5 separate regions of the Mus musculus genome follow, and all the other regions are linked to region 4. Evidence: chromatin contacts called from public promoter capture Hi-C data. All regions are on one chromosome and are shown on one strand. The core of a region is the stretch at or near the end of the contact, and the rest is flanking DNA. Distances in the headings are between cores, read along the strand shown.

What was found. Promoter capture Hi-C pulls out the DNA fragments that hold promoters and counts their contacts.
Region 1: a contact with region 4 is called in a promoter capture Hi-C map of erythroid cells, with 30 times the contacts expected there. The contact joins the promoter of Aph1b here to the promoter of Rab11a in region 4. A contact is called at or near these places in 1 of 39 promoter capture datasets (erythroid cells) and 1 of 9 other capture datasets (liver).
Region 2: a promoter capture Hi-C map of erythroid cells shows a contact between it and region 4, with 21 times the contacts expected there. The contact joins the promoter of Anp32a here to the promoter of Rab11a in region 4. A contact is called at or near these places in 2 of 39 promoter capture datasets (erythroid cells and pre-B cells).
Region 3: a promoter capture Hi-C map of erythroid cells shows a contact between it and region 4, with 13 times the contacts expected there. The contact joins the promoter of Aph1c here to the promoter of Rab11a in region 4. A contact is called at or near these places in 2 of 39 promoter capture datasets (erythroid cells and pre-B cells).
Region 5: a promoter capture Hi-C map of pre-B cells shows a contact between it and region 4, with 2.3 times the contacts expected there. The contact joins the promoter of Rps27l here to the promoter of Rab11a in region 4. A contact is called at or near these places in 2 of 39 promoter capture datasets (neutrophils and pre-B cells).

Annotation. Positions count from the first base shown.
Region 1 is chr9:66,792,974-66,796,796 of GRCm38.p6, reverse strand. It overlaps Aph1b (aph1 homolog B, gamma secretase subunit), which reads left to right and starts at 1,374. Exons shown (of 6, transcript NM_177583.4): 1 at 1,374-1,544; 2 at 2,557-2,727. The coding sequence starts at 1,432.
Region 2 is chr9:62,339,074-62,342,701 of GRCm38.p6, reverse strand. It overlaps Anp32a (acidic (leucine-rich) nuclear phosphoprotein 32 family, member A), which reads right to left and starts at 1,359. Exons shown (of 7, transcript NM_009672.3): 1 at 1,148-1,359. The coding sequence starts at 1,201. It overlaps Gm20346 (predicted gene, 20346), which reads left to right. Exons shown (of 2, transcript NM_001378702.1): 2 at 714-1,200. The coding sequence ends at 778.
Region 3 is chr9:66,833,392-66,837,253 of GRCm38.p6, reverse strand. Aph1c (aph1 homolog C, gamma secretase subunit) reads left to right here and starts at 2,548. Exons shown (of 6, transcript NM_026674.3): 1 at 2,548-2,768. The coding sequence starts at 2,656.
Region 4 is chr9:64,735,685-64,739,147 of GRCm38.p6, reverse strand. It overlaps Rab11a (RAB11A, member RAS oncogene family), which reads left to right and starts at 1,392. Exons shown (of 5, transcript NM_017382.5): 1 at 1,392-1,564. The coding sequence starts at 1,525. It overlaps n-TQctg9 (a tRNA gene), which reads right to left and starts at 1,102; the gene lies at 1,031-1,102.
Region 5 is chr9:66,944,456-66,948,053 of GRCm38.p6, reverse strand. It overlaps Rps27l (ribosomal protein S27-like), which reads right to left and starts at 1,968. Exons shown (of 4, transcript NM_026467.5): 1 at 1,874-1,968; 2 at 1,115-1,223; 3 at 357-467. The coding sequence starts at 1,879.

The sequences.
Region 1 (3,823 bases), core at 125-2,624, 2.1 Mb before region 4:
CATACTTGGTGTTAATAAGTAGATAGGAACAAGGCATAGGAGAATAGAAAAATGTTGTTGTCCTAGCAATGCTGCATGTGGACTCTGCCCGTCTATGTACTAGGTTCATCCAGTTCAACCTAAGCTTCATTTAAAAGCAAACCCACTCATAAATGACACAAGATCAAACACACTATCCCTAACACCTAGGACCGTAAACATTTCACCAAGGTCTCTTAAAGAACAATAATTAGTTTTCCACTCATCGGGCTAAAAGAACCTTATTAGAGTGAACCTAATTAAAGAGTGAAGTCAAGTCAGTTTATTTCTAACAACTGACCCACTTCTAACTTCTGGAGATGAGGGAAGACAAGAACTAGGAAGATGAAGATTCTGCTGGTTGCTCTGGAATTTTCTCTGGTTTGTGATGACCAGAAACCTCTTCATCTGGCATAACCCTTCATAGCCCTACTGATATGTGACCGGGAAAGGCTGCTCTCTGGGTGGGAAGAATTCTATGTGTTTTTTACATGGATTCTGGCATTTCTCTATGCATCAGGTTTTGTAATATATATGTCAAGTATTACAGCTTTCACCTCTATATTCTTTCTCCATCAGCATGTAATCCAGGTATAAAAGCTAAGCCTAGGAACAGTGGGGCTCAAGGTGATGAACAAAACTCCATCAGTAACTGAGCAGGGACAAACCCTAGGCCTAATGTCTGGAGCGGCTGACTCTGACTACACTTATAACACCTCGGAGCCCCGCCCACTACATTACCAGGTCTCCAGAACTTCGGCTCGCTTTGGCTGGAGTAGGGCGGCACTCTGAGCTTGCTCTGGCTGGAGTAGGGCGGCGCTCTGAGCTCGCTCTGCAGGCGCTGACAGGTCTGGGAGCGACTCAAAGCCCCGCCTCCCAGGCTCCGACCTGGCTCCGGTTTGACTGGGCGTGGGACTCCTCCAGGCTCTCCGCCTTCCGACCTCCGTTCCCTGTTCTGACAGGATCTGTGCTCCGAAGCCACGCCCCTCCTCTGCCCTCGGAGCACCTCGAGTCCCCTGCCGAGCTCCGCCCAGCAACCCGCTTTTACAGGCCAAGGAGCAGCTCAGGCCCCAACTCCCGAACCCTGCCTTGTCCCGTGTGACTAGAGGACCTCGAGGTCCTGCATGCCAACCCTCGCTCTGCCGTCCACTCTGATAGGCTATGGAACTCTTCCAGGCCTGGCCTCCCGAAGCTCCCTCCTGTTGCCTCTTTGACTAGGGCACCGAAGGCTCCGCCTCTCGAGCCCCGTCCCGCCCTCGGCATCTCCAGACCCCGCCTCACGGGCTCCGCCTCGTCCACTGCTCTGACGGAGCACCGGAGCCTCGCCACCCAGCCCCGCCCCGTATCCAGGACCCGCTGTCCATTGGGCACTGCAGGGCCCTCGGGCCCCCGCGACTGGCTCCCGAGGTCGTCATGACGGCTGCGGTGTTCTTTGGTTGCGCCTTCATCGCCTTCGGGCCCGCGCTCGCTCTTTATGTCTTCACCATCGCCACCGACCCTTTGCGAGTCATCTTCCTCATCGCCGGGTGAGGCTGCGCTGTGTCCCGGACGCCGCGGGTTCCCTCCCTCTCCTGGGTTCCCACGACCCCGGGATCCCCATCTCCCAGGGGCTCCAGCTTGTGGTGCGGTCCAGGGCTGGAACTGTTCCTGGGAGGGTCTGAGAAGAGCAGGCCCGTAGGCTAAGCAGGCGCCCCTTGGCTTCTGTTGGCTGAGTGTGGGAACAAGCAGATAGATTCCTGCATGAAGCCTTTGTCTTTCTGTAGGAATCTCTCATTTCCCTCAGTGCTGAGCAGCATCGAAGAGTCGTTATCACTACTCTCTGCCATTAAAGTCACCTGGAGATCAGATGTTTATTCCCTGCCCCCCACCCTCACATCAATCCTCGGACTCAGAATGTCTGTGCAGACTATTCAGGCTCAGATTTTCTTTGTAGACTCCTGGGTAATGGTTTGGGTGCAGTCAAGGAGGAAAGTTCGAGAAAACACAGTAACAACTGACCAGGCGGCATGTCCTCCTGGGAGCTTGGTAAATACCGGAACTCTGCTGGTGAACGTGGTCTTGGTCTCGCTGCACCTGCCCGAAGTTTGCAGCTTCTGAACTTTCCATTATATTAATGCAGGCGTTAGGTATTCATTTTCTTTTAGAAAAAGACACTTGACAATATCTAACCATTAAACTTATATTTTCTGGTGAATTTTGAGGATATGAAATTTGCAACTGTCACTGGTTGTATATTTCTATAGCACACAAAGCATCTCTTAGGAAAAATAGTCAGCAACCAAGTGCCTCTTAGTCCTTGACAGATAGTGCCCTAGCGTGCACGCGACAGGGTCACTGAATCGTTCTTGTTAAGCACATCTGACGTTCCTCTTGGACTATTTGTCTCACTAGGAGAAAAAAAAAATTCTGATCTAAAACATCACTTTGTGAGGATTGTTTACTAAAAATGATTTGTAGCTCAAGCAGGTTTGATTTAAAGTCATTATTAAGCCTGTGCTTCTGTTAACTTGTGATTTTTTTTTTCCTTCTACGTTCCAGTGCTTTCTTCTGGTTGGTGTCTCTCCTGCTGTCATCCGTTTTTTGGTTCCTAGTGAGAGTCATTACTGACAACAGAGATGGACCAGTACAGAATTACCTGCTCATCTTCGGAGTGTTGCTCTCTGTCTGTATCCAAGAGCTGTTCAGGCTCGCATATTATAAGCTGTTAAAGTAAGTTAAGTGTTTGTTTTATTTTCCCAGTTAGACTTGAATTACGATTTAGTGATTGCTACAATTTTAGCCTGAAAATATTGAATATTTAAATTTACAATCCGGTTTGCCTGCCCTCCTGCTCCTCCTTATCTTTCTCTCTTCATTCTTCCCAAAAGTGTTTCTTCAAAAATTTCCCAATGCCAGACACTTTGTAGAAGCTGAGGTACAAAGGTGGGTTAAGAGACAGAAGCTCTGGCCTGGTAGAATTTATAATGAGAGGAAACAGGCAAGATATGAATGAACAAAAAGAAATCCACTATTGAAGAAAAATAACCCAGGGAAATAATTACTGAAACAATAAAGAGCCTTTCCACTTGAACTTCATGCTTCCCTCCTACCACCTCAAATAAATTATTCTTATGGAAATTATGCCTTCCATTATTTTAACTGTTAGTGGGAAACAAAGGCTCACTTAAAAATATTTTCTATAGTTTCAAGTCTGCAAATGAAAGATACATTTAACAAAAAACCAAGCCATGAGCTCTCTTTTTGGGGTTAGGATGTAAGTATTTAAATTGATTTCTTATGCTATGCTTTATTTATGCATTTATTTATTTACCTAGAACACAACTGTCATTGCCTAACACTTATCTTCTGTAACTGCTGTGTTGTCTAAAATTGCTGTATGATACCTGAAATATATGGATAGTTTAAAGCTTGGATTGAAAATTTTGCAACCTTATTCAGTTTTTATATAACATTGATACAGTAACTATTTTGTCATAAAAAGCTAAGATAATCACAGCTACAGGGTTTTTGTGAGTTTGCTTGCTTGCTTTATCTCCCTACCCCCATGCCCTCCACACCAGAGTCTTTGTGGAAGCTAGAGGAGAGCTCTGCCACTGACCTATACCCTTGGCCCTACTATAGGGTTTTGTTTGTTTGTTCTTGTTTTTGTTTAAAGAAGAGTCTCTCTGTTTTTTTAATTTTTCTAAAATGGTGTATTTAGGTGGGCTGGAGATGTATAGCCTTGGGTTCATAGCGACATAGTGATTTTGAAGCCAGCCTAGTTACATAAACCATCTCAAAAATCCAAGCCAAAAAAAACCCTAAA
Region 2 (3,628 bases), core at 110-2,609, 2.4 Mb after region 4:
GGGCAGCTCGGGTTCTGATAAAGTTTCTCGTGCCCATTTATTAACCAAGCGCCGAATGGCTGCCAGGGAGCCCACCCCAGGAGAAGCAAGGACCGGGAAGGTGGGGTGTCTGCTGCCGATGAGGCGTCAGGGTGCCAAGGCTGGCATCTGGGGAGGGAGCCGGGGGCCAGAACGGGACGCAGCCTCCGGGCAACTTACATTAGCGACGCTCGTGGTTGGGGAGGCGCGAGGATTATCTGAGCATTTGCACACTTCACAATCCCTCCCCCTTAACCTAAGGTACCCCCCCTCCCTTTCCGCGAGGAAGAAGGGAGAAAAGACAGCATCTGGCCCAAAGGTGGGGTGGAAAGAGTGAGAGAGAAAGGAGAAGGAAGGCAGACAGAGAAAGGGAGGGAGGGAGAGAAAGGGCGCGTTCACGAACACGACAAAGTTACAAATATGGCTCCCCACCTCTCGCCTCATCCCCGCAGAGAAACGAAGACGCGCTTTAAACTCGAGCCATCTCCCAACTCCGCAGCAGTCGGGTCCCCACGCGCTCTCCCCGGGGTCCTCGGGCTACATTGATCAGAAACTATACCGGACTCGCGAAGCCCAAAACTTATTGTGTGCGAGCGAGCGAAAGAGACTGCAAAGGGAGGGGGCAGGCGCGGGAGGGGGCGGAAAGGGGGTTACGCTTCTAAAATATAACAACCCCTTTTTGTTGTTTAATCCAGGAGGCAGCCCATCTTCTCCTCCCCTCGATCATCTTTTCCATCCAGATGCAAGTCGTGGGAGCTGAGAGCTCGGACGAGGGTGAAATTGCCGCCTTCCCTCCGACCCGAACGCGTGCGCCCCGCCGGCCCCCCGCTGGGTGCACACTCGCACGCACACCCTCGCACCCATACCCGCACACGCGGGAGCACACGCACAGGTAGTCAGTCACACACCAAGGGCAGCAGCGACGGCGGACGAAACATGCTCCGGTGGCATTGCAACCCCCCCCACCCCCGCCATCCAACCTTGCAATTCATTTGCAGTCAGACCCCAAACCCCACACCTTCCCCGGAGCCCCCCTCCATAAAAAAGTGCCTTCCCCCCAAAACACACACGCACACATAACACAAAGTAGGAGAATGGACCGACAGAGATATTTTTGGCAAATGCTCACATCAGAGGGCGTCCTGTTCCGCAGCTCTAAATAAATCCGTTTGTCCATCTCCATCTCTCGCGCTCTCTCTTTCTGCAGAGGATCCTGCGCCAGCGGAATTCAATCAATAAACCCCGAACCCACGGCCGCGCGTTTTAGGACTTTGAAGGCTCAACCAGCTCCGCTCGGTTCTCGAGCCCCCAGCACCCGCGGCGCACACTAACCTGATCGCCGTAGAGGCGGGACCTGCGGCTCCTTGCGTGGAGCGGCGGCAACAAGAGCCAATCAAATGGCGAGGCTTCGGACGCCAGCCAATAGTGGTGGTGGCGGCGGGGGGCAGGGTCCAATGGGCATCCTGCGCAGCGGGCCAGGGAGGCTCAGCCATTTGGCTGTGGTGCCGGAGACGGACCCCTTTAGATACCGGGGCCGCCGAAGAGGAGCGCGGCTGCACCTTGGTGGTTGCGCGCTGGGGGCGGGAGGGAAGGCAGGGCAGGTGCGTGGACCTGAAGGTTCGTGGCCGGGGGCGGGGCCGCAGGTGCGTGGACACGGGAGGGGCGGGGTCCTTGCGGGGGCATCCTCTGGGTGCTGGGCGGGCGGACGAGGCCTGGGGCGCGCGGGCACAAGGCAGGCCCAAGGAGGGCGCGCATTTTTGGAGCGCACGAAGGACAAATCCCACCACACACACACACACCCCGGGATGCCCACTTGGCACAACCCCTCCGACCGGTCTGCTCCCATCTCCGCAATTAAATAATCAAGTCTTAAGTGCATGACGCTCCCACATCCAAAGGAGCGAGGGCGCGATCTCGACCCCAGAGGCTTGGCAATCTGATGCCCTGTCTTAAAAGAAGCAATTCCCCGAGAGTCATCGGGGGGATCTTGTATAGGGCAATTAATGAATGGAAAGGCCGCAGATGGAGAACTGTATAAAATATTAAAAAGTGGAAAAGGAAGGTGCTGGGAACTGCCGATTCTCAGAGCCGAACATAATTGACGGGCTTTATAGGATTTTTTGAGAGAGAGCGTTGCACGTTTCATTCTAATCGTTTGGTTGGATCTGCATTGCCAAAGAGTCGCTAACTGGGGGCACTTACGCCAGGTCTTACAGTTGCTTTGGGTTTTGTTTTTGTTCGACCACGTTACGTTTTTTAAGAAACCTTTACAGCCCTGGTTCCCATTGGGTTACCAGCTTCCTATGGGCAGCCCTCGGACCTCATGGTACTATGTGGATGTCCGGCTGTGAACAAATTACGGGATACATGTTTAATTTTATTCACACAACTTTATCATAGTGTCTTTTCCTATGTGTCTTCATCTACACGCTTCTGCAAACACCCCCAAAGTAATTCTTTTTTTGAGACATTAGAACTAAGTATTTTATTTAGTTAGTTCTTTTAGATCAAACAAATGGATTTGAAAGCTGATAAATGTTTATTCTAAGTAGCTGGAAGTACAAAATAAAACCATTTCGTCTGGGTAAATATGTAATTTCTTTACGTTGTTCATTTGACATTTCTTATCCTTAGATTTTTGTTAATTTTTACAAAGGCTGTATATCTGGAATGTTTCAATTGTATTGTTTCCTTTTAAAAACACAAAGAACTCCAAATTATCTCTTTGCCAATGTATCAGCTCATGTTTCTGGATAAGGTTTTTAAAGCAATAATAGTTTTTCATTACAAATATTTTAAGAAGGTGTAGTGTACAAAATCTGTTATAGCAGAAGTCTTGAAGTTCTTGTTCTTTTGGATGGTAAATGCTCGCTTGCTTCTTAAACACTGAAGTTGAGGACCTGCTATCAGCAGTGTTGTGAGAGAGTCCTTTCCAAGGAATAACTCTCAAAACACATCGGAGCAAGGAGGTGTCCATTCTACCTCCTCTGCTAAGAAGCCAAGAGCTCAAGTGACAGGGACAGAAGAAAACAGAATTGTGAAGAGGTGGAAGTTTCATATGAAGAGAAACCAAAGTGTTAGAGACTAATTAGAATAGAAAACTGAAAGTGTTAGACATCACTTCATTTTGGAGCATCTTCCTTTTACAAATTTTGAAGAACAGCTTTTGCATTTAGTGTCACAAAACTGAAAGATGGCTTTTACTCGGTGTCAGTCAGTATAGAAGCTGAACCATATATATATATATATGTATATATATATGTATATATATACATATATATATATGAATGTGTGTAATTATTATTTACAGGGTTATTAAATTACATTTTTATTGTGTGTTTTAGTGGTAGGTACTGCTCCCAGTTGATCTGTATTTCAGGAAAGTAGTAAGAAAAACCCAACCTCTCTTGGGAGAATTTTTATATGGACCTGGAACAGGTGCGGTTCCTCATTACAGACTGAAACTACAACAGGCTTCGAGGAATAGGCAGTCTGATGCTGGGCAGTGGTGGGCAGGTGGATTTCTGAGTTCGAGACCAGCTTGCTCTACAGAGTGAGTTCCAGGACCAGGACCCCCATGGCTACACCGAGAAACCCTGCCTGAAAAAAA
Region 3 (3,862 bases), core at 1,299-3,798, 2.1 Mb before region 4:
TCCCAGCTTTTTCTACCAGTGAGAAAGTGTCTTTTCTCAGTGTCTTTTTACTGAGGCTTTCCCAGAACCATTTGTGATGGGTGTATTAGTTATGTTTCTTATTGCTGTTGACAAGATACCTGACACGAAACAGTTTCAGGGATGAACGGTTTCTTTTGGCTTACAGTTGAGGAGCTTACACTTCATGAAGGTGGGAAAGGCATAGCAAGAAGAGGAGAGGCAGCTGGTCACATTGCATCTACAATCACAAAGCCAATGATGATCAGGAAATCAGACTGGGTTACAAAACCTCAAGCCCATCCCTAATGAACCACTTCTTCCATCAGTGCTCTACCTCCTGAAGAGTCAACAACCTTCCTGAACCGTGCCACCAATTGGGGTCCAAGTGTTCAAACTTGGCCAGAAGGAGACAGGTCAGATGCAGACTATAGCAATGGATATTCAGAATGTATAGGTGTGTCAGGCTTGGTCCTCAAGATAACTCATGAGGTAGTCTCACTTAACATGAATAAAGATGTATCTTAAATATGAATGGCCAGAGAACTTTATAATCTTTATTCTTAAGCTTCTTAGAAATTATGAAATTAATAGATTTCAGATGCTTCAATGCTTCATCTTCAAGATTATTCTATTCCTTACTTTAGTTTCTTCTAGGCACTGGGAAATAACAAAGTCTTTTCCCTCTGGAAGTTTACATTTAAACAGGAAGACAGATGCATCACTGAAATTGACTTGTGATTGAATGTATAGCAAAGCGATGTTACTATAAGAATGTCAAGCAAAACACAGCTCTCATTTCAAAATTGTTTATTCTGCAGCCAAATTTGAGTGATCTTGGCCTGGGGAACAGAGTATTGGGGTTGCCCCAAATACTGTTTTCCCACATGGAAATGAGTACATGAAGTTTTTACAGTTACAAAAGAAAGTAATAAATCAAGGCCCCTTTCAGATGCATTATTGGAAATATCAGGTAAGTGGGGCAGAGCAGAGCAGGGAAATCTCTGCTACAGGTGTCAGATGCTGCAATCCGATGACATTCTTAGCTTTGGGGTTTGTGGAGGCTAGTAGTAAATATGAAGGAAAAAACCTGTCACGTGATAGTCACAAGGGCATTAGAGCAGATGCAGAGGTGGGAATGAATAGCTGTTAAAGAGGCTAGATAGCCCAAGATATTGGCTCTGTATCTACAGCGTTTCAATTCTCCACAAACATGAATGTAATTAGTCAATATTAACCTTGTAGCATTCTTAACATAGCTGTGGTTGTTTGTCCTGAAATTTAAATTCAGATATGATTAGAGAATGCCTTTAAAATTTTTTAAGTTTTTGGAGATCAGGGCTGTTAGTGGCACAGAAACCAACTTGTCAGAACAACTCGTCAGTATTTCATTATTCCTTTTCCATAGGGGATGATTCACCTGGGTCATACCAGCCCAGTTGGATTTTTACATAGGATGGGAGCCCCACATTCCTGCAACCACGGACACAGAAAAAATACTTACTTTAAAGGAACCGTGCCCCTGTCCTGCTGTTTACTTCAATTGACCTTCAGCACAAAAGTGGCCTGGTAATCTCCCTTAGACCACCTTACAGTTGGCCAGCACCAGGGACAATGTGTACCCACAGGCAAGAGGGCTGGGGCACAGCTTTTAAGTCTTCAGTGAGCCACGCTTTGGAATAAGGACCTGCAGCGCTGGCAAGTCTGAGGCTTGGTGTAGCCCTTTGCCTCTCGGAGGTCTAGGCGCCCGCCCAGTTCGGCGGGCAACTTTCATTGCCCCAAGAAACCTAGAGAAGAAACCTTGAAGGACCCCTTTCCATTCTCAGCACCCCGAGTGCTCTGAAGAACTGCCCAGCCCTCAAGGCCCCGCCCCGCAGTCTGACGGCACGTGGAGTCCCAGGAGGCCGCGTTGCTGCCCAGCCTGCCCGCACACCGAATCCTTCCAGGCTGCACCTCCGCTCTGACCGCTTGTGAAGCCCCTCGAGGCCCTGTCCCCTGCGCTGTACGCACGCAGAGACACTAGAGGCCGCCCCGGTTCTGACAGCACGTGGAGCCCCTCGAGGAACCGCCTCTCTGACAGCTTCTCGATGCCGCTGCACAGGTTCTAACAGTACTCTGAGCCTCTCAAGAAATAGCTTCCCGAATCCTGCACCGCCATTCGCTCTCAGCGCCTGGAGCACCTCCTGGAACTACCTCCCGAGATCCGCCTGGACACCCCTCTGCGACTGACCGTTGTGCGATACAGGCTCTGTTTTTCGAGCTCCGCCCCCGCCCAGTCCTGCCTTGCTGTGGAGCAGCTCGAGGACCCGCCTCCTCGACTCCACCCCGCCCTCTGCAAAAACAAGCCGCGGAGCATCTCAAGGCACTTCATCTAGAGCGCCGCTCCGCCCTCTGCTCTGACTGGCTGTGTCCTGCACCGCCCCCAGGCTCTGATTGGCCAGAAACCGCCCCTAAGGCACCGCCTCTCGTACGTCCCGCCCTCCGCTCAAAAAAGCCTTGGAGCACCTCGAGGCCCCGCCTCCCGGGCTTTGCTCCGCCCCCTTCTCTGATCGAGCCCGGAGTACCTGGCAGGCCTGCCCCGCCCCGCATTCCGCTAAGAAATCGTCCCAGTCACCTCGGATCCACTCAGGTCCCCCGGGACTGGCTTCTGTGGGTACCATGACGCTGCCTGTGTTCTTCGGTTGCGCCTTCATCGCCTTCGGGCCCGCGTTCGCACTCTACCTCTTCACCATCGCCACCGACCCTTTGCGCGTCATTTTCCTCATCGCTGGGTGAGGTTGAGCCGAGTCCCGGACACCGCGGGTCCCTCCCTCTCCTGGGTTTCCACGACCCCGGGATCCCCATCTCCCAGTGGCTCCCAGCTTGTGGGACTGTCCAAGACTGGGGGGAGGGGGTTCAGGCTGAGCAGGCGAGTCCTGCGGGTCTTGGCTTCTGTGGAAGATGGGAATAAGTGGATACATTCGTGTATGGAGCCTTAGTCTTTCCGTAGGAATTTCTCATTTCACTCAGTGCTCAGCGGCATCGAAGAGCTGTTCTCACTCTCTGCCATTAAAGACACCTGGGGATCAGTTGTCCACCTCCTCAACCCCCGTTCTTGGACTCAGAATGCCTGTGAGGAATTTGGGCTCAGATTTTTCTTGTAGGCCCCTGGGTAATGGTTGGGGTGCAGCCAATGGTGAAAGCCTGAGAAAACCGCTGCAACACCTGACCAGTCTTGCTGAGAACTTGGTAAATATCTAACTCTGCTGGTGACTGCGGTCTTGATCCCTTTGCACCTGCTGAGACTGAGTTTCTGAGACTTGGCACCCAGGCAACTCACTGGCTAGCCAGGAACTCCAGCCTCTCTGCGTTCTTTTTTCCTGTAATAAATAGTGCTCCTTCGCTGTTGGCATTAAAAATCAATAGAGTCTGTTGAACGTCAAGCTTGCTGTGTCCTTAAAGTCCACAGGAAGGTTGTAAGAACCGGGCCTGGAAAACAACTAGACCACAGCATGGGTTTTCAACTTCTGAGTTTTCCATGGTGCACACAATAAATACAGGTGTAGGTGTTTGTTTTCCTTCAGAAAAGATACTTATCTTTACAGACAGCTAAGCCATTAAATTCACATTTTCTAGGATATGAAAATTGTAACAGCCACTGGTTATATGTTTCTATGGCACACCAATGAGGCAAAGCAGTAACCAACTTCCTCGTTGCCAGTCCTTGGCAGATAGTGTTCTGGTGTACACAGACAGGGTCACTGAATCGTCCTTGTTGAGGGCATCTGACGTTCCTCTTGGACTGTTTTTTCACTAGGAGGAAAATGGACCATTGATTAGCAAATGCTGATTCGGAATACCATGTGAAGGGGTTCTTTCCTAAAAA
Region 4 (3,463 bases), core at 143-2,642:
GAGGCACTCCCAGACATGTTCTTGGCCACACCTTTCTTTCTGAGACCCTCACTTCCTCTTAAGTATATAGCTTAGAATCTATATTAAAAATCTCTTCTAATAAAGTCTGATTGTCTCACATATTGGTTCATCCTGAAATGTTTTGCTGCAGCAAAGTCAAGAATCAGTTTTTCTCCGAATCCAGGTCCCTAATAGATAAGGGAACTCCTCAGACTTGCTGGTGGCTGTCTGGAAGAACATCTCGTCCCTGCTGACAATCCTCCTTCCAACTTTGGAAAGACCTTAAGGACAACCCTGAGCTTATTCAGATAATAAAAAAATAACATCTCTGCTTAAGGTCAGTTGATTAGCAATTTGAATTCCATCTGTAGGCTGAATGACAAACATCTGTTTCCCAGGAATTATTAGATGACTATGCCTCTGTGTGGACGGAGGTGGAGGTGGGAAGGGGCAGAGGAGGACAGCAGGGCCAGCCTGAGCTATATTCTGGGGTACAGAGGGGGAGTGAAACCACCTCAAACAACAAGAACAAAATTATTAGGAGATGCTGTGGCAAATTTCTTGAGTCTTAACACTGATATTTGCTAACATGGGAATTGCCATTCTTCTTGTGTTAAAATTTATTTAATCGGGCTTAGCTCGAAGGCCAGAAAATAGGACTCAAGATCTTGAATCTTTATGAGAAAGGGTGGGCGAAGTTCTCTTAATGACATCTGGAGATAGTGCAATAGATTTGTGGAGAGATTGAGTGGGTGAGGAGTGCCTATCCTTAACTGAAGCTGAGGGTATAAAATTCCAGCAAAAGGAATCAAGTAACAAACTTTCTCCAAGGCTAAGAAAAACCAAAGAGTTCAATAGGTCTCCATGAAGATCAGATACTACTGAATTGACAAGATTGATTAGTGTAGTCTTCATAGGTAAAGGCTACCTGTGGTTCAATCCAAGAGCAGATATAACAAGGTTATTCTATTATTCAATATGAGCTAAAGAATACAATCAATATGAGTTAAAAGTATGAAGAAAAGGGAGCAGGTTCCACCGAGATTTGAACTCGGATCGCTGGATTCAGAGTCCAGAGTGCTAACCATTACACCATGGAACCAGCACGGAGGCAGCAGTGCCTTCGGGTCTCTAATGCTGACAAAACTCCGCCCCCAACCGGAAGCCAGATACTAAAAGATTTACACTTCGCTTCTCTGAATGATTGGGGAGAAGAACAAGCCAAAGGCTCCAAGGACCATTTTAGGATTGTTTTTCCTGTATGCCTTCCCAAAGCCGGGTGAGAATGTGGTGTCCACTCCTGCGCATTCCACCCTGCCTAGCTTATGGGCGGGGTGCCATCTCTCCGGAAGTACTTTCTGCGAGGGGCTGGGGCCTTCCGGAAGTGACGCATACAGGGCGGGGCTCGTCACCGGGTCCGGCAGCTGAAGCTCCTCGCTCGCTCGGGTTACCCCTGCAGCGACGCCCCCTGGTCCCGCCGCCGTTGCCACCGCCGCTCCCGCCCCTCAGCTCCTCGGCCGCGCCATGGGCACCCGCGACGACGAGTACGACTACCTCTTTAAAGGTGAGGCCGTGGGCCAGCGAGAGCCCATTTGGGGCCCGAGACACTCCCGGGGGACCCGCGCAGGGCCAGCCCTGCCCTGGTCGGAGTCCGCCTCGGCGCTTCCTTCCTGCCGCCCCGTCGGGGGTCCCGCCGCTCGTCCGGGTTCCCGCGCCCTTGGGAGGCCTGACGAGCCGCGGCGCCCCTCTCTGTATGTCCTCCCCGATGGCTGCGTCCCTCACGGCCGTGCAGTTCCTTCCCTGGGCGTCTCGAGCCCCTCCTCTTGGATGCTGCTGCTCGTCTCACGTCCCCCCTCTGACAGGCCCCTGCCTGGGCTGAGCACCCATATCGGGACACCCACTGGCTCGGGGGGCGGGGGTGTTGCTTTTTCTCTTTTCTGTTCGTTTCCCTTTTCTTCCCTTCCCTCCTCGTGAGCCTTTTCCTGGGCTTCGGCCAGATTCGCCCGTCCCCGGGCCCCCACCCCCATCCCCGCAGACCTCGAGGTCAGTACCCGCGGACTGTCCCCTCCCTCCCCACAGACGGGCAACTAATGTTTAGCACTCCGGAGCGACCTGGCTGGTGGGAGGGAGAGAAGGGGAGGGCAAGAGGGGCTGTCCATCACTCCTGGCGTTCATGCACTTGTCGCAGTGTCCAGGCAAGCAGATGACTTCCCACCTCGCGTTTTTCTTTTTTTTTTTTTTTCCCCCCCTTTTCATCTCTGTCCCTGCCTAGCTACAACCAGACCGGGATAACTCCTTTTACTTGGCTTTCGAGAAGGGGCTGCGGATGGGTGGTGGCTGTTATCCCTGCCAGACCTGAAGGCCCAGTTCCCGAACAGGAAAGGTTGTGCGCTGCACAAATACTAGCGAGCTTATCACTGTGGACTGGTTGCTTCCTGCTGCAATACTGGGAGGATCCGACAGGAAGGGAAGAACCCTGGTTGGTCACATACCTTTCCCAAACAGTGAGAGAGGGTTATAGTGCTAGCGTGCCCTTTTAGTGAAATCAAGAATTTATTACAGGATGGGGGGAAATGTGGAGCCGGTGGACAGAACAGGGAAGAATGTAAATAGAGACTTGCTTATGGGTTGAGTCCGCGAAGAAGCTGAAGTGAAAGGATACAGTTCTCAGTGACGAGAGAGTACAGTGAACGCTTTTTTTGTTCATGAATGCGCTCTCACTTTCGTAGCCTTGCTCTGCTCCTGAATTAGAAGGGCAGCCATCAGTAATTTGTTGAACAAAGATCATTGCCAGTGAGGAAGAAGCCCTTGCTTTTAAAGCTTTTCTGGGGAGGGTGGAGTTTCAAGAGTGTTAAGCATGGTGAGTGTTCCTGGCTTTGCCATTGGGTGCTAAGAGTGATTGGACTAAGTGAAGAAGCAGGAAACATTTCCAAATTCTTTACAAGTCTTGACATATTAGCTGCTAGTACACCCTTATCAAAAGTTACTCCGAATATTCTATTTATAGAGTAAGTACCTTCAGTGTTACCCTTACTACCATATTGGAAAGTAATGTATAGATAAGAAGGCACCAAACCTTAAAAATACTACTAGGAAAGCAGGCCTTGGCGGTATAGGCTTTTAAAATCCCGGCATTTGGGAGGAAGAGGCAGGCAGTTCCAGTCCAGCCTGGTCTACAGAGTGAGTTCCAGGATAACCAGGTTACATAGTGAGTCCCTGTCTCAAAAAATAAAATAAAATAAGATAAAATTAAAAAAAAATAAAAACAAATAGGAGACCTAGGATGTTTATTTAAGGCATTTGAGATTATTTGAAATTACCTAAATCCTAAGGTTTAGTCAATCAAGGGAGTTTTATTTTTAAGTACTTTGTAATGGTGGTACCTTTTGAAGTTATTTCTCTTATTTGGTTTGGAATGTGAATGTTGGTTATAGAAAACTTTATTTTTTCTAAGAATGTTAAT
Region 5 (3,598 bases), core at 719-3,218, 2.2 Mb before region 4:
CCAGAATTAGAGATAGTTGTGAGCTGTGGGTACAGGGAATTGAACTCAAGTCCTTTCAAAGAGGAGTCAGTGCTCTTAACCTTGGAGCCATCTCCCTAACCCCGAACTGGGGACTCTTTAAAGAGCCCACAATAAAACATTTAAAATCTCATTACCAGGTTTAAAAATGCCATACCAGCCAGGCAGTGGTGGCGCACACCTTTAATCCCAGCACTGGGGAGGCAGAGGCAGGCGGATTTCTGAGTTCGAGGCCAGCCTGGTCTACAGAGTGAGTTCCAGGACAGCCAGGGCTACACAGAGAAACCCTGTCTCTAAAAACCAAAAAAAAAAAAAAAAAAAAAAAAAAAAAGCCATACCTTCTGTGAGCCTGGCTTTTCCTCCTGTGGGCTGGCACAACACAGTTGAACAACCCACACAAAGAACCACAGTCTGTGCATGGCTGAAAACTGTAGTAATCTTGTAGCAACCTAGAAAGGGAAGGAAGGGGAACCATACATTAAAAACTTGAAAAGCAGATGAAAACACAGCCCCAGCTCTTCATTTTTCTTGATAGCATGTAAAGTACTTGTCATTTATATATTAAGTGATGTTTTAACAGAACTTAAGTTTAACAGAATTTCCTGTAAATTCTGTAAACAATAATTATTCTAGAAGTCACTTGTTTTTTTTAAGGTGAAACATTAAATTTAGTATTCCAGAACCGTTAACATTTCAGCATGTAACAGACATGTCATCTGTTTCAAGTTATAGCTTCAGTGTAGTGTTTTACTCTTAAATTCTGTTTCCATTTCCACATGTTAAGTACTAAACAGACACATATGGTATAGCAAACACATCAGACAGCAGTTTGAGAATGAAGAATCAACATATATTTTATTTGCATTGCAAAAAAGAAAATTCATCATCTTAATGATCATCTTAAGTTAAAGACTTAAGTCAACGTATCCTTTACCTGGCTCCCATATGTTTCTACAAAGGTTTGAGTATGTTTCTTTAAAATGACCCTTATGACAATTCTGTAATGTCATTTCTAGTCAACAGTGGATCCTGACTTATTAAAGTGTGAATCTTTCCTGAAACGTCCTTTAGGACAGGGAAATTTGAAATTTTATACCTGGACATTTCACATCCATGAAGTAAGAATTTGGGCTCTGAACCAGCCGTTTCTTCTTATGTTTTTTCTTCTCCTCCTCCAAGGAAGGGTGTAACAGATCTCTAGCCAGCTGTGGAAGGAAACATATTGTTACTACTGGAGTCACAGTACACGGGTGGCAGCCCGAATCACACGAGGAACGCAAAGCAGGAGCAACAGGCACACTCCGCAGAGGGGGTACTTAAGACCCTAACTTTTCAAGATAGGACCACTTTCACCCACACGTTGCCAGTCCTTTCCTGGCACTTTACAGCGCTCGGGCAGCATATGGGAGAGAGAACCCCTTTGTCGTTTGGCTGGGTAGCCATCAAAGCTAAGTAAAAACCAGCGTCTGGCTCGGGCCTCCCCGAAGCCGCAGCGCAGCAGATCAGAACAAGGCCGGGATGACCTCAGCCCCGGGGCTCCACATCCAATGGCCAGCACAGGGCTGCGGCATGCTCGCCCGGGGTGGAGTGAACGTGTCGGAAGCTGCGAGGCCCGTTAGTGACCCTGAAGCCCATGGTGAGCTGGGAGCTGCACCCCACGGGCTGGCCACTCACGCGAGCCCGGACAGGGCCCGCCACGCCATGCCGCGCCGTGTCGCCCGGACAAGTCTCAACAAGCCCGCCATGCCTCGGCCCGCAGGAGCAAGAGACGCCGCGGGCTTAGCCGCCTGCCGAGGCGCCAGACTAACAGAAAGCCTGAAGGAAAGCAAGCCCGAGCCCAAAGTCAAAAACTTACGGGCATGGTGACGGCTCCGCAAGCGCGGCCGCTCCAGGTCGCCGAGACGAACTGCTCGCTTTCGAGCGCCCCTCAGCAACTTCCGGGATAGAGGCGGCGGGGAGGAGTGGAGAGGAGTGGAGGCGGGGGCGACCGCTCTAGGCTCCCGTCTCAGTGGTACGGCTCCCGCCCTGACCGCCGGGCCAAGTCCAATGAGGGACATTTAAATGGCTTCTGCGTTAAACTCCGACTCCGCCCTGCACCCAGGCCGGGCTTCGGAGGCCCGGGCATTAGGCATTAGAGGGAAACCAGACCCGAGGCTGCAACTAGCCTGGTCTCCCCTGTTCATTGTGCGGGGCAGCGGACAGGGGGACACACGGAACAATAATCTTTGTTCTTCGCTGTATTACAAACACCATAGGCGAGCCTGGGAGGGGGCTGGCTCAGCGCTTAAGAGTGTGTGTTGGTTAAGACTGTGTACTGCTCCCGCAGACGATCTGGGTTTGGTTTTCAGAACCGAGCTGGGCGGTTCGAAACTGCCTCAAACTCAACTCCAGGGAGATCTGCAGGTCTTTTCTGATCTCTATGGCACTGCACTCCCTATGCGCGCGCGCGCACACACACACTCATAATTAAATTTAAAAATCTGATTTTGGGGTTGGAGGTGTAGCTCAGCTAATAGCATGCTTGCCTTGCCTTCATGAAGCCTTAGGTTAAATCCCTAACACCACTAAATAAATAATTTTTAACTAGAAAGATCCCACTGACGGGTTGTGAAACAAACTTCTAGTCTTGTGTCTGTGCCTTCTAAGGAGTGAGACTTGAAGTTCTGCACCGGATAGGCTTCACCTCCGGTTTGCTTTGCTCTGAAATAGTTTTTTAAACAAATCCCATTTGCTGCTGTGTTTGATATGCCTCTGTCTCAGAAAACGTGGTAGGTGGCACCTAAGAAAGAAACCTGATATTGACCCCCTGGCTTAAACACACACACATACACCATTTATAAGCTTGACCCTAAGACTGTCCTACCAATTTGGGGAAAAAAAAAAGATGTATAATACTCAATTTGCATAAAGCAGAAGAAAATTAAAACACCGCATTCCCTCATGGAGGAGTGCTCACCCAGTAAGTAAGAAACCCCGAGTTTGATTTCCAGCACTGGATACATCTAGGGGTATGGGGCACACTTATTATAATCCAGCACTTGGGGTTTAGGCAGGAGGGTTGGAAATTCAAGATCATCTTCAGCCATATGGGGCCATCTCTGGAACACCAAAAATGAATAAACTGTAAGTCAATACTAAATATGGTGATATAGATAACTATGTAAATTATTATGTGTGTACGGGGAAAATAATGGTCCTAGAAGTTCCAATGTCTCAATGTCCATGGTCTGTGGTTACTTGACGAGTACAGTTAAGGCTGCAGTCTGCATGAGATGCCTGCCCTAGTCTCTGCCATTTGAACACTTGAGACCCAGTTGGTGCGGTTTAGGCTTAGGAGGCTTAGGAGGTGTGGCCTCATTGCAGAAAATATGTCCCTAGAAGCCAGCTCTGAGGTGTTAAAAGAGTTACATTCCCAGTTTGCTCTCTGCCTCACGCTTGTCCTTTAAAATGTGACTCTCAGCTTGCTGCTCCCGTTGCCATGCCTACCTGGTGCCACACATCCGTGTTATGATGGTGATGGATTCTTACTGTTCTGGAACCATAAACCTAAATAAACCTTTCCATCTAGAAGTTGCCTTGG